Regions from separate parts of the Gossypium arboreum genome. Here all the other regions are linked to region 1. Evidence: chromatin contacts called from public Hi-C data. All regions are on one chromosome and are shown on one strand. The core of a region is the stretch at or near the end of the contact, and the rest is flanking DNA. Distances in the headings are between cores, read along the strand shown. Region 1 holds the start of LOC108464384 (alpha-1,4 glucan phosphorylase L-2 isozyme, chloroplastic/amyloplastic-like). Region 2 holds the start of LOC108461195 (beta-glucosidase 40). Region 3 holds the start of LOC108461351.

What was found. Hi-C and Micro-C count contacts between places; a contact is called where the count stands out from the background.
Region 2: a Hi-C map of leaf shows a contact between it and region 1, with 2.5 times the contacts expected there. The contact joins the promoter of LOC108461195 here to the promoter of LOC108464384 in region 1. A contact is called at or near these places in 2 of 5 Hi-C or Micro-C datasets (both in leaf).
Region 3: a Hi-C map of leaf shows a contact between it and region 1, with 2.9 times the contacts expected there. The contact joins the promoter of LOC108461351 here to the promoter of LOC108464384 in region 1. A contact is called at or near these places in 2 of 5 Hi-C or Micro-C datasets (both in leaf).

What each region holds. Positions count from the first base shown.
Region 1 is chr13:29,358,933-29,363,331 of ASM2569848v2, reverse strand. LOC108464384 (alpha-1,4 glucan phosphorylase L-2 isozyme, chloroplastic/amyloplastic-like) reads right to left here and starts at 2,015. Exons shown (of 15, transcript XM_017764664.2): 1 at 1,270-2,015; 2 at 722-951; 3 at 511-612; 4 at 82-258. The coding sequence starts at 1,465.
Region 2 is chr13:29,746,226-29,750,624 of ASM2569848v2, reverse strand. It overlaps LOC108461195 (beta-glucosidase 40), which reads left to right and starts at 1,950. Exons shown (of 13, transcript XM_017760943.2): 1 at 1,950-2,416; 2 at 3,911-3,977; 3 at 4,119-4,177; 4 at 4,298-4,373. The coding sequence starts at 2,279.
Region 3 is chr13:29,627,475-29,631,873 of ASM2569848v2, reverse strand. It overlaps LOC108461351, which reads left to right and starts at 2,637. Exons shown (of 3, transcript XM_017761174.2): 1 at 2,637-3,432; 2 at 3,876-3,997; 3 at 4,118-4,399. The coding sequence starts at 3,883.

The DNA of each region.
Region 1 (4,399 bases), core at 766-3,265:
GATGCTCCAAATATATAGAAAATTTTGAGAATATTCGTGTTGGACACATAACTTTAATATAATCTTGTAATAAAAAGATACCTCAAGCCAATTTTCTGCGACTTCCTCCTGACCATCTTTTGTAATATACTGTTTAAACAATCCATATTTGTATCTAAGTCCATATCCCCAAGCAGGGTAATTTAATGTTGCTAAGGAGTCCAAAAAGCAGGAAGCTAAACGTCCTAAGCCACCATTGCCAAGTGCAGCATCTGGTTCCTGGTCAGCAAGAAACTGAAATCTTCAGTAACTCGAATAAAGCAAAAATGTGCAAAGCATAAAGAATTTCCTTGAAAGGAATTCACCATTAAGTAAAACATGTAAAGGTTTTGTTTCCCTTTACTGATTACAGTTGCCAGGTCTTTCTTGGATAATTAAATTTTCCATTTTAAGCAAGTTCATTACTTTTTTCAACCTTCCGGGCATTATTATGCTAAATATAAGTGTTTTTAAAATCATGAAGGATCTAACCTCCCTAGCTACATCCTCCACATTGTGCCCCAGTTTCTTCAAAGCTTCTGCATAGGCTCCTGTAAGCTCTAAGTTACCAATGGCATTCAGCAAAGCTCTACCCTGCATCAATGGTGACTGGGAATATTTAACAAACATTTGGCCAAGTAATTTGGTTCCAAAAACCAAATCAATAGCAGGAAAAAGTGGACAAATTTATGGCCAAATTAACCTGTAGATACTCCATAGAAAGATAATATGCTTGCTTCACATTGATTTTCTCATAGTAAGCATATGTAGCATTCCAGTTTATAATAAGCGAATCTCGGACGCTTTCGGCTGTTGCTTTGAACGCCTTGGGGAGCTCGAAATGGTCCGGCGCAAATGAGGGTGTGAACTCAGAATGGTATTTAATACTTGATGCAATGGATGCAGAATCTGGAACAAATGTATCTAGAGAAGCTGCAAATCAGATCAACATATCACATTAATGATTCAAATGACCAAAAAAAAAGATCAATAAAACACCATGATCAACATATTAGGGGGTTTTGAGATCCATTAGTGGAAAGAAGTGAAAAACAAAGATAAAAAAGAGGACCCTAAAAGCCACTTTAGCATTATATATTAGGAATTCTTGAACCAAGTAATCTAGGGTACAAAACCCTTCAAGCCCCCATTACAAAACTATTCAAAACCTTCCCTTCACTGCCTACTAATAGGTTTATAAAGAGAAAAATACTATGAAATTGCATTAAGTGATTAAAAAGTGAAAGTAACCTTCTTCAGTGATTTGACCTTCTTCTTTGAGGTCCTGCCTTTGGTCACTGGCAACACTTTTAATAAAGAATTTTCTCCTTGATAAAGTAAAGCTTGAACCTTTTTTTAGGAAGAATAAATTTGGGTTCCTTGCTTTATAGTTAAAACAAGTGAAGGTGGAGTGAAAACTGGTTGCAGAGAAAGGTAGAGACGCCATTGTTCCTGGTTTTCTTTATCAGTTTCCACCAATCACTACCTTTCCCTTCAGTTCAGAAAGAGTAAGAATGTTTCTATGATATTGAAAAAAAAAATGAGTGAAAGAAAGAGTGTTGCTTTTGTCGTCTTATCTTCAATTTGGCGCTTCTTCTTCATCATCATGATCATTATCTCAATTTCTCATGTAATAAACGAGGGAAATTAACAATATAGTTATATCGTGTTTATTGAAATTAACGGATGCCATTTTGCTAAATGAAGTGCTATTTAGATTTGTAGTAACTCTCTTGTTTGCTAGTGAAATGGGTGTCATTAACATCTTGTTTGCAGTCAAAAGCATTTGATAAAAGTAATAATGATGCCATTAATGGAGATTATAGCATGTTTCAAACCAGATATTTCTGAGCAAATAAAAAAAATCAAAGATTGCGTTGGAGGTTAATTGTTAAAGGAGGATGGAGTGAGCAAATTAAATTAAGACCGTTGGAAGAGGGGAAAACAGGAGATTTTGGTCACATGGGAGAAGTTGAAGCATATGTTTGGTTGTTGAAAGGGTAGGAGAAGAAAGGGCGGGGGGACCATCTTAATTAGAGGCCATCTTGTCGTGATATTAGATATTTTGCAGCAAAGATGAAAAAATGTGATGCTTTTAAATAGAAACTTTATGAAAATTCTAGTGAAGCCAACCCCAAAATTTTTAGCTTTTACCAAATTTTCTCACATAATCTATTCCTATCCACCCTATTTATTTAAATGATTTAAATTTTTACAATAATGTGTGTTTAAAAATTTAGTTGAAAATGTGATTAATTAAGACTAGAGATGTTCATGGGTTGGGTCGGGCCGGGTTCGGACTTGGTTCAACTAAAAATTTAAGCTCATTTATTGGGTTCGGGCTGGGCCGGGCCCAAAAATGGGCTTAAAATTTTTTTCAAGCCCAACCCAAATAAAAATACTAAAACTCAAGCTGACCACAAATGACCAGTATTAATTTTTATATTATTTTATATAATTTTTAAATATATATATATATAATACATCTAAAATAATAATAAATTTAACAAATGCCTTTAAAATAATAACAAAATTAATAATAAAAATAAGTTTTATAAAATATCCAAACAATAACAACAAAATAGTAGCAACATAATAGTAATATGGTAGCAAAATAAGGAGAAAACAACAAGAAAATAACATTCAATAACAAAAAAAAGAGCAGTTTTTTTTGTCATTTAGTGAATTCGGGTGGGGCCGGGCTCGGGCCAAAAATACCTTACCTAAGGCCCGACCCATTTTTTAAACGAACCTTATTTTTTTGTCTAAGCCCATTTTTCAGGCCTATATTTTTACCGAAACCCTCTCACATTTCTAAGGGCCTTGAATGAGCAGTGTAGCTGACCCATGAGCAGTTCAAATTAAGACCCATGAATTAAATTGTAAAAAATTAATCGTTATAGATTTTTAATTAGGGAAAGACTTGAAGACTTAAATAGCAATTATCCTAAGGACTAAAATGGCTAGTTGACCAATTCAAAATGGATGATAGTGGGATATGATGTTAACTATCATTAGCTTAGGTTAATTAAAGATTAGAGTTTAATTAATCATGATTAAGTAAACTAATTAAGATTAACTAAAATTAATCTAAGTATATAAGTAAAACTTAGTAGGAAAAGATGACAAAATTCATCATATTCTTCCCAAAGGCCACCGTCCACATCCATTGTTATGTTAAGAAGAAAAGCTTCAAAATCGAAGTAACATTTGGTCAACATTACAAGTAAGTTTTTAGCCATTTTCTTTGATTTTTATAGATTTTTTTTTTATCATGAGAGCTTGATTAAGCTAACCCGTATATCAATTTGTTCAATTAGTGAGATTTTGATAAGTTACCATTGTTGAGAATTGGATAAATTAGGTGTGAAATTGATAGAAATTAAGCTTAGGTTATGTAAATGACTAAATTGTACTGCTTAACAAGCTTAATTGTTAGCTTGTTTACATCAAGGACCAAATTTAATTAAAAGAAAACCTATTATGAAATTGTGGTAGGAATAGAAAGTATAAGGTCCCTAATGAATAAATATGAAATCAAATTTCAATTTGAAGCTTTAGATTGAAAGTTATGCTTGTCTTAGTTTTAGGGGCTAAATTGAATAAATTACAAAATATGCATGAATTGATATTTGGTTGTTAATTGATTAGAAATTGATAGTGTGTTATATTGTGTGACTACCCATAACTAACATCGACGTGAAACCTTCGAAAGGGAAAGGAAAAATGAGAGTTGTCAACTAGTGACACGAGACCACGGTTTGTACTTTTTATAATTCTAGATAGAATTAATTGGTTGCGTATATATGTTAGTTGAATGAGAGCATGTCAAGGTGAGTATGTCTTGAAGATATGAAATGTTATGTTGAGTTTTGGTATGGATTATCAGGATAGGGGACTAAAATAAATAAAATGAAAAATGACATTAAATACTAGAATTGTGATATATGATATAGAAATTGAAATGAAATATGTTATATAATATGAAATATATGTATTTGATGATGAAATGATATTGTAATTATGAAAATGATATGAGATCTAATGTGGGCTGAATTGCAAAATGAAATTGAACATTGGTACCTATTAGTTGCTAGGGCTGTGTTGGATATAGTTGGCATGCCATAGGTAAGGGTGTTCAAACGGTTAACCGATCGATTAACCGATCCGAACTAGTATTAACCGAATTAACCAAACTTTTTGTTGGAAAATAATTGTTGAGTGATAAATGATAGATTGATGCTCAAGTTAAACAATTGTATCTCTTGGTTTAATATTGCATTTTTTCATACAGTTGTATCTTTTGAATAGTTGTATCTATTAGTTTAATATTGCAGTTTTTTTTCATTCATTGTCTCTATTCACTTATATCTATTAATTT
Region 2 (4,399 bases), core at 701-3,200, 390 kb before region 1:
ATGTTCTCATAAATATAAAAAAAGCTTGAATAATTAATAAATGATAAAAAAGGGCATATAGATAAATTAGTCCTAAATATGCTTTGGTATGATAAAAATATCGTGATAATACTTCAACTTATTTTATAATAATAATTTTTATTTATTTTTAACTAAGTTGATGTTTGATCCAAAAGGTGAGTATTTGGTACAATGTCAATGTACTTGAACTCCAAAAATAATGTTATAAATTTATCATGTGTTTCATATTTTTTATATATTTCTTTTTTAAAATATTTTTACTATATTTTATATGCATTTATCGTCAATCCGATCTTTCTGGTAAAATTTTTAAATTCTACCAAATATTATCCATAATCCAAAAGTCAAATATAAATCGAATAAAAAAGTCAAAGACATGTTTTTTCCTTTTGAAGTACAAAGACAAAGTTTTTTTTTTTTTTTTGGTTGAAACGATGTTAAAAACATGTTAACTAAGCATCTTTTAGATTTTTTTTTATTTAACGATAAGGTTCCAAGCATATCTAGCAAAAAATATGTGAAATCATTAAAATAAATAGTGGGTAACATCCATATGGTCTGTTGTTACTTTGCATGTTTTACGATTTAGTCCTTTTGTTAATTCTAGTTAATTAATTTAAATACTCTCAATTTCATGGCCTGTTGTACTATGTTATCTAGTGAGTAGTTCTTTAAACTCTTAACTTTCATGTTTGTAGTTAGAATTTGCTCAATCATTGACTCCTGTGGGTTCGATCCTTAGAGTACTCCTGTACCCCGTTGTACAAATTATATTACAACTAAACTGTCATACTTGCAGACACCACATGTAATTATTTGGATTTGATTGTTGTTTTAGTATTGATTCTCGCCCACCTGTGGCGGTCGAAGCGGTCACACATACAAGAATCTCGCATCTCGCATGTTTCCATGAATGTCAACTGGTGCACTCACACTTAGATTGTGTATGTATGTCTCCAAAACCCGATCTTTGACCCGAGTATATAAACATAAAAATAAAATAAAATTAATAATGTTAACAACATAATAATTTAACAATATTTTCTTACTATTTATAAATGGACATTGGAGATGTGCTTGTTATCCAAATGAATAAGTTGATTTGCCATTTTACAAATTAAAAAGGAATAAAATAAAATGGAAGAGAATAGGATTGAGAGAAAGATTTAGAACGAAATTATTGAAAGAATTGAGAATTGAAAGAATAGGTTTGAATGGAAAAGAATGAAGTTTAGAAAGGTTTATATAAGAAAAAAATATGGTTGTTGGGTGATGTAGCCGTTAGAATTGTGAGCATTGGGAGATGTTACCGTTGCCAGAAAACACATCTTATAGGGCATGTTTTCACTGACCTATTCTCATAAATATAAAAAAAAAAGACCTAAACTCATAATTAAAAAAAATACATATATATAAATTAGTCCTAAACGAATGCATTGGTTTGATAAAAAAATCTTAATAATACTTTAACTTATTTCATAAAAATAATAATTTTTACTTATTTTTAACTAAGTTGACGTGTAATCCAAAAGATAAATATTTGATATAATGATAATGTACTTAAATATAAAAATAATATTATAAATTTATTATGTATTTCATTTTTTAATATATTTTTACTATATTTTATATATACTTATCATCAACTCAATATTTCTCGTAAAGTTTTTAAATTCTACTAAATATTATCCATAATCCAAATGTGAAATATAATTTGAATAAAAAGTCGAAAGACATGTTTTTATTGGGTTTTTTTTTAAGAAAAAATTTAAATTTAAAGATAAGGTTGCAGGCATATCTATCGAAAATGATGTAAAATCATTAAAATTAAAAGTGGGGGGACATGCATATATGGTCTGCCAAACTAGAAAAACCAAACAAACACCCAATTGCACGTATTTATAGACAAAACCAAAACTAAAGCAAAAACTGCCAAAAAAAAGAAACGAAAGTATAACCCTCTAAAAAAACTTGCCCACTAATCCCATTCGAACAAATAACGTGTGAACTTTAAGACTTCGAACTTTGGCTCATTAGCTGCGTCCCGCCCACCACCACCACCATTACCATTACCATCATCTTAATTTTTCCATTTCTTGCTCTCTTTTTTACTTAACAACCCCTTTTCTTATTTTCTGTTCACATTTCCTTTTATCACTTATCTTTCCTTTATAAATAATCATTAACCCAAACCCAAATCTTTCTCCATATCTCTCTCTCTCTCATATCAATTTTCTGTAATAGTTGAATTAAAGGCATGGTGCTAAAGGGCATTGCTTTGCCCATTATTACATTGATACTAGCTTTGGGAATCCAGGCTGGGTTTTCTCAGAATATTAGCAAAGCCAGTTTTCCAAAGGGCTTCATTTTTGGGACTGCCTCTTCTGCTTTCCAGGTTGGTTTTTTTTTTCAGTTTTTTTTACAGTAAACTATCCATGGAAGTTTCAGTCTTTCAATTTCTTTTCTTTTGTATATTATTATCATCTTTTTATTTTTTTTGGAATAAATAACAGCCTTCGATAATAAGGAATTGAAAATGATGAAACTTGAACATTAAACTTTGATGAAGATTCGATTTTTTTATTAATATTTTATATATTAAATGGAAAAAAGGTTTGTGAGGTTGATAATGGTTACTCGTGAATACTAAATTGAAGGATGAGACTGAAAGGATTTAACAGAGATCAGAATTACAATTTTTTTCATTTACCAGCTCCATCCCTGCATCCTTCTATGTTTATAATATTATTACTAGGACCAATTTGATAATACTCTTAACGGCCTTTTTATTTTTTTGGAATAAATATTACACGGTGTCCCATGAATTTGTTAAATTTCACATTTCATTCTAATCTAATAGACAGTTTTTAGTTTTTTTAAGAAACCACCTTTTTTTTTTTTATTACTATTGTTTTGGTCTACTTTATTTAATTTTGGATTCTAGCCATTCATTTTTTTCTTTTATTTAATTTAAATTTCCTCAATATTTCTCTCTCTCTCTCTCTCTCTCTCTCTTGTCTTCTTTATAAATTATAATTAACTGTAGTGCAAACCCGAAAGAGAATGGCGTAGAAAAGACTTCTTAAAATTTTATAATGGAAGTATAATGACTTCGACCTCTCACTTGATAGAAAAATTCATTTTAATCATTTATTTAAAATATATATAAAAATTCGGAAATTTCAAAATATATATAAATTATTAAAAGAGCATAAATTTTATTTAACAATAAAATTATAATAATATTCTATACCATACATATGAATATCACGCCAACAAAAATAATAAATTAAAATAATGGTTTTTTGCAAAGTTGGTCAAATTTATGTCAAATATATTTGTTTCTGACTCTCTTTTTTAATATTTTATTTTGATATTTATATTTAGTACATATTTGAAATAGATATGAAATTATATATGTATTTTTAAATATATGAATAAAATTAAGTGTAGACATATATGGAAAATATTCATATCCTAAACAGATACTGATTTAAATAATATAATTTAAAATTGCACTTTTTTCCCTAAAAAGTCAATCTCAAATAAGAAGAAGCTGGAAAAAGAAATTAAATACGTGGAGGTGGCAAATTCATGTGTCACTTTTAAAGTCATAATAAAGTCATGATTTTGAGTAAATTCTGTTCTTACATATAAGGAAAAAAAAAATAGCAGCAAATCATTATCATTCTTTTGTAATTATAAACTTTAATGGAAAATGACAAACCAAATAGGAGAATTTTCCAGGAAAAGAGAAGACAAAACGACAAAGTATTTGCTGTTCTAAATTAATTTATGTCTCAACACGACAGTTTGTCATCCAAATCAAGGTTCTTCTGTTGTTCGTATGAAATGTCTTTACTTAGTGTTGAAAATATTTTTTTTCCAGTATGAAGGAGCAGTGAAGGAGGATGGAAGGGGACCAACTATTTGGGACACATTCTCGCATGCTTTTGGTAATGTCTTTTCTTAGTGTAATTTGCCATGCCATGATTCTTGTACAATTCAGTGTACGTACTTATGTATGTATGTATGTAAACAAGCATGTATTTATGTATATAGGATCATTAAGCATTTCACCTTATGTTATGTTACAGGGAAGATACTTGATGGTAGCAATGCGGATGTTGCTGTGGATCAGTACCACCGTTATCCTGTAAGTGATGATCTTCGTAACTGATCATATTCCGATATCCGTTTTCTTCATTGGATACTCCTTTTTCCGTGTTCCTAAAATACGAATGGCACAAGATTAATTTTGTTGTCTGGAAAACAGGAAGATATACAACTCATGAAAGACATGGGGATGGATGCTTATAGGTTTTCAATAGCTTGGTCTCGGATATTCCCTAGTAAGTTCTACATTGCTGACACCATC
Region 3 (4,399 bases), core at 1,388-3,887, 270 kb before region 1:
AAAGGAGAAAGTGCTTACAAAATAGTTAAACCAAAAATAAGAAAAAGAAATGAAATGGCAAAATGGTTTGCCTAATTCTGCATACGAATGGAAAAAGGTGTGAGAAAATAAGTTATATTTTATTCAATCTCCAGTGTATTTTCCAAAGCCATCATATAAGGTATTTATATACATTTCATATGCTAATTTTAGCCTGATTTATCTAATAACCAACAACATAAAATCATACCTTATATCATATTTTATATTAGGTTTTTTCTAATTCTAGCTTTTATAAAGTCAAATAGAAAATTTGATTAGCCATAAATTTCTCAAAAATTTCAATCTGCCCCCTTATATTGCTTGTGCGCCAATATAGCCTGATTTACTTGTTAACTCGAATTTTGATACTCTAACTTCGTACTTGATAAAATTAACTAAAAATTACAGACTCAATAGCAAAAATTACCGAAATTGGATGTGTTAAATATACAAATTCAGCTTGTTACCACGGGTATTTAGAGAGGGAAAAAAGAAAAAAATTATATATTTTTAATGGGTGCTGCTTGTCTGTCAAGCGACACACGTTAATTTTTTTTTAAATATTTTTAGGTGTCATCATTGTATGAGTCAGCACCAGTGATATTATATATATATATATATATATATATATATATATATATATGTAGAAAGAGTAGTTTGAAGCTTTGGTCATTATTTTAGAAAATTTGGATTCGACTACTAGGAAATCTAAACCATTGAAGTCAACGAGAATGAAGAAATCTCTTATTTGGTGTTGAAATTGGCATGAAAAGCCACTGTAAATGGCGACACTGATCGTTATTAAGTACGGCGACTAGGGTTTTCAATTGAGAAGAATAATGAAAAAAACAGAAGTAAAATAAAATAAAATAAAAACAAAAAGGGCAACTGAGTACACAAGAGAAAGATAAAGGATGAGAGAGAAAGAAAGATAGAGAGAGGAAAAGTCAAATATGAGAAAGGAAAGATATTAAATTCCCTTTTGATTCTCTATTTTCCATAAAATATTAAATTCACTTTCATATATCTATTTTTCATATTTGTTAATATCTTTCATTTCCCTCTCTCGTCTCTTTTTCTCTCATATCTTTCTCTCGTCCCTCTATTTTTCTCTCACATTTGTTTCTTTCTCACTCTCATCTCATCTTAAACTATTTTTTTAAAATAATATTTCATCCACTAATGGTAACACTAACAAGCCAATAAGACAAGAACCACTAACGAAGCAAGCATGATCACAAGCTTCCCCTTAATTTTTTTTAAATATATTTTTTTAAAAATTTATTTACTAGTGTTGCCTGACAGACTGGCGACACCCATTAATTTTTTTTTTTCTCTGAATACTTGTATTTTGACGGGTATTTTGAAAAATACAGACTGGTATTACCTAACACAATGGTGACACCCAATTTTTTTTTTAAATTGATGATTGAAGGCAATTTCACCGATGTGTCATGCGGCACCGAAGGACACTGTGGAGAATGATCATTTTATAAATAATTAATTATTTTAAATTAGTTGAATAAAAACTTATAAATATAAATATTATTTGTTTGGACTTAATTTATATCTCTCATAATACAAACTTTCTAAGTGATTTTACAATAGAAATTTACTTAAAAACATGAAATTTGGAACATTGCAATAAATATTTCTTTATTATTATAAATACTATTATAAACTCTTAATCATAGTACTGTAATTATCAAACATTGCAAACTCTATAAAAAATCAACAATAAATATATCCTATTTAATAAATGAATATGGTCAACTCATGCATTGTTTAAGGTAAGAAAACTAGTTAATATATATTATCATATCGATCTAAAATACTATCTATATTAATATATATTTAATAGTTTGAAGTAGGTTACATAAAATAAATAGTTAAAAAATTATTTTACTTTAAATTTTGATAGTTAAAATATTTCATATTATTACATAGTTATAAATTTTATTGAGATTATATGTTTTTTTTGCAAATTACATTTGATTAACATATTTTAAATATACTTTATGTTAATTTTAAGTTAGCATTTAAGTTTAAAATTAATAATTAGATTGACAAAAGACCTAATTGATATAATATTGATATTTTAAAAATTCAATTAAAATAGTTTGAAGTTTAAAATAATTTAAAATTTGAATAACAATTTAGAGATATTTAATATAATTAACCTTAATATAAAATGTAGTCTAATATAAAAAATAGGATAAAATATTTTATCAATTCTTGTACTTTGATCAAATTCAATATCAAGCCCTCTTACTTTTTTGTTTTCAAAATTCCAATTCAGTCATTAACTTTGTTAGTATTTTTTGTCAAAATTTGTTGACATATTAGTTAAGTTGCGTTCATATGACGTGATATATGTATAGTTGATGAAAAATAAGCATATTAAATTGAAATTTTATGATGGAAACTACCAGCAACAATAATGATTGGATTAGGATTCTTAAATTGAAAAAGTAGGGATTGAATTTTTAACTTTTAAAGTATAAGGACTAATATAATTATTTTTAAAAGTACAGGGACTAACAACATATTTTAACCAAATATATATTCTATGGCTAATAAGGAGCGGGTTCATCATTCATACTCAATTTTGAAATTAGGATCAGGAATCAAAATGGTTTTTTTTTTTTTGTGCGTGTGTGTTTAATTAACCCAATCCGGTCCTGTTAGACCGCTTTGTATAAAGAAACGCCCTCGAACCGTGTCGTCTCTTCCCCCTATCTCCTATTTGCCGCCTCTTTCTCGATCCCCAAATTAACCTGAAAATCAATCTCCGATTTTCTCCCAATTTCTTCCTCTAATTTATAAATCACGTAAATATCTTTTCGATTGTTGTTCTTACCTTTCGATCGATCTCTCTTTCTATCCCAGCTGTTGATTTTACGCGTAACTAGGGTTAGGGCTCTTCAATCTCTTAGATCCCTTCGATCGAGCTTTTTTTTTCCCTCGATCTCTCGTGGGTTTTGGGTTTTTCTTCGATTCGTGTTGATTTCCCTCCTTGATTTGGTTTAATTTTGTCCGATTGTTCGCGATTCGTTTTCCTTTTAGGGCTTAGATTTGTTCGGTACTTTAGGGTTCGTTTTTATATGGAATTCTTAGAGGGTTTTGGTGTTTTACGCCGCGGTGTTACCTTTTAGAGGGGTTTCTTGTCGTGATTTTGTTGTTTCCTTGGCGAATTCGTATTTTAGGGTTAGGGTTTTCTTGTCAATTTAGGGCTTGCCCCGGTAGTCAAAATTAATTGGGGGAAAACGCTTCTTCCCGTAGTGAAATCAAATTTTGTGCATAATTAAGGGCTGCCCACATCTCAATTGAGGATTCTAAGGTTTTAATTGATCCCTGGCTTTTTAGTGCCCTTTCTAGCAGACTAAAGCTTCAATTTAAGAAAATTTAAAGGTAATTGACTTTAATTATTTAAATTTACTCAAGTTTCTGTGTTTAATGTGTTAATTCTTGCTTTCATAAGTGACATTGTCAGTATTTTACCCCTTTCAGCTCACCAAAGTAAGATTAATTATTTTATAAGAGGTAGAATATCTTTGTTTTTAGTTATGCTTGTAGACAGAAATGGCACGTGCATTATAATTAATATTAATAGCACAGTTCTTCCCAGTAAGGTTATATCAAAATTTCTTGGTTAAATGAGTTCCGGCAAATGTTTATTGTTTAAGTTTCCTTGGACATAAACTTATTCTTGAAGTTGAAAGTGTTATGTTATTGTCTTACTATGTTCCCCTGTGCATTGGCTGTTATGTTGCTGACTTGCATCTCTATCTTTATTCTTTATTAAAACTATTACTATTATACCTTCTGTTTATAATTAATTGTTTGTCACGCAGGTGGTAAATGGGATTTAAGCGGCCTTTTGATGATGAGGACCTGCAAGAACTTCCTTTCAAGAATCCAAGACAGTTTGGCTATGATAACAAGCTGACTCGGTTTGCTGATACTACTCCCCATGGTAATAGTCCTCAGAAGCCTCATATTTCATGTAAAGGGTGACTGTTATTGTTTTTATGTGAATGATTCATTTTCTGCTGTATAGTTTTAATATTGATTTGATCTTTTCTGTTTGATACAGTAGAAGTTGAGGGTGGGTTTCATAAACACCAGTGGTATGAAGAATTTAAAAGTGATGCTCTTAATGATGTTGCTCATTTGGTTGACGAGGATTTTGAGACTAGTGCTCCGTTATCTTTGGTCACTAGCACTTCTAGTGAGGAAGATATAAGCACTGGTGTAACAGCAATTTCACCTGTTTCATCTGAATATTTTGACTTCAATTTCCCACGAAGAACATTTTCTCCTGTTGAGGACTATTATTTACTCTTGGATCGGTCTCCTCGAAAACAAGTTCCACTTG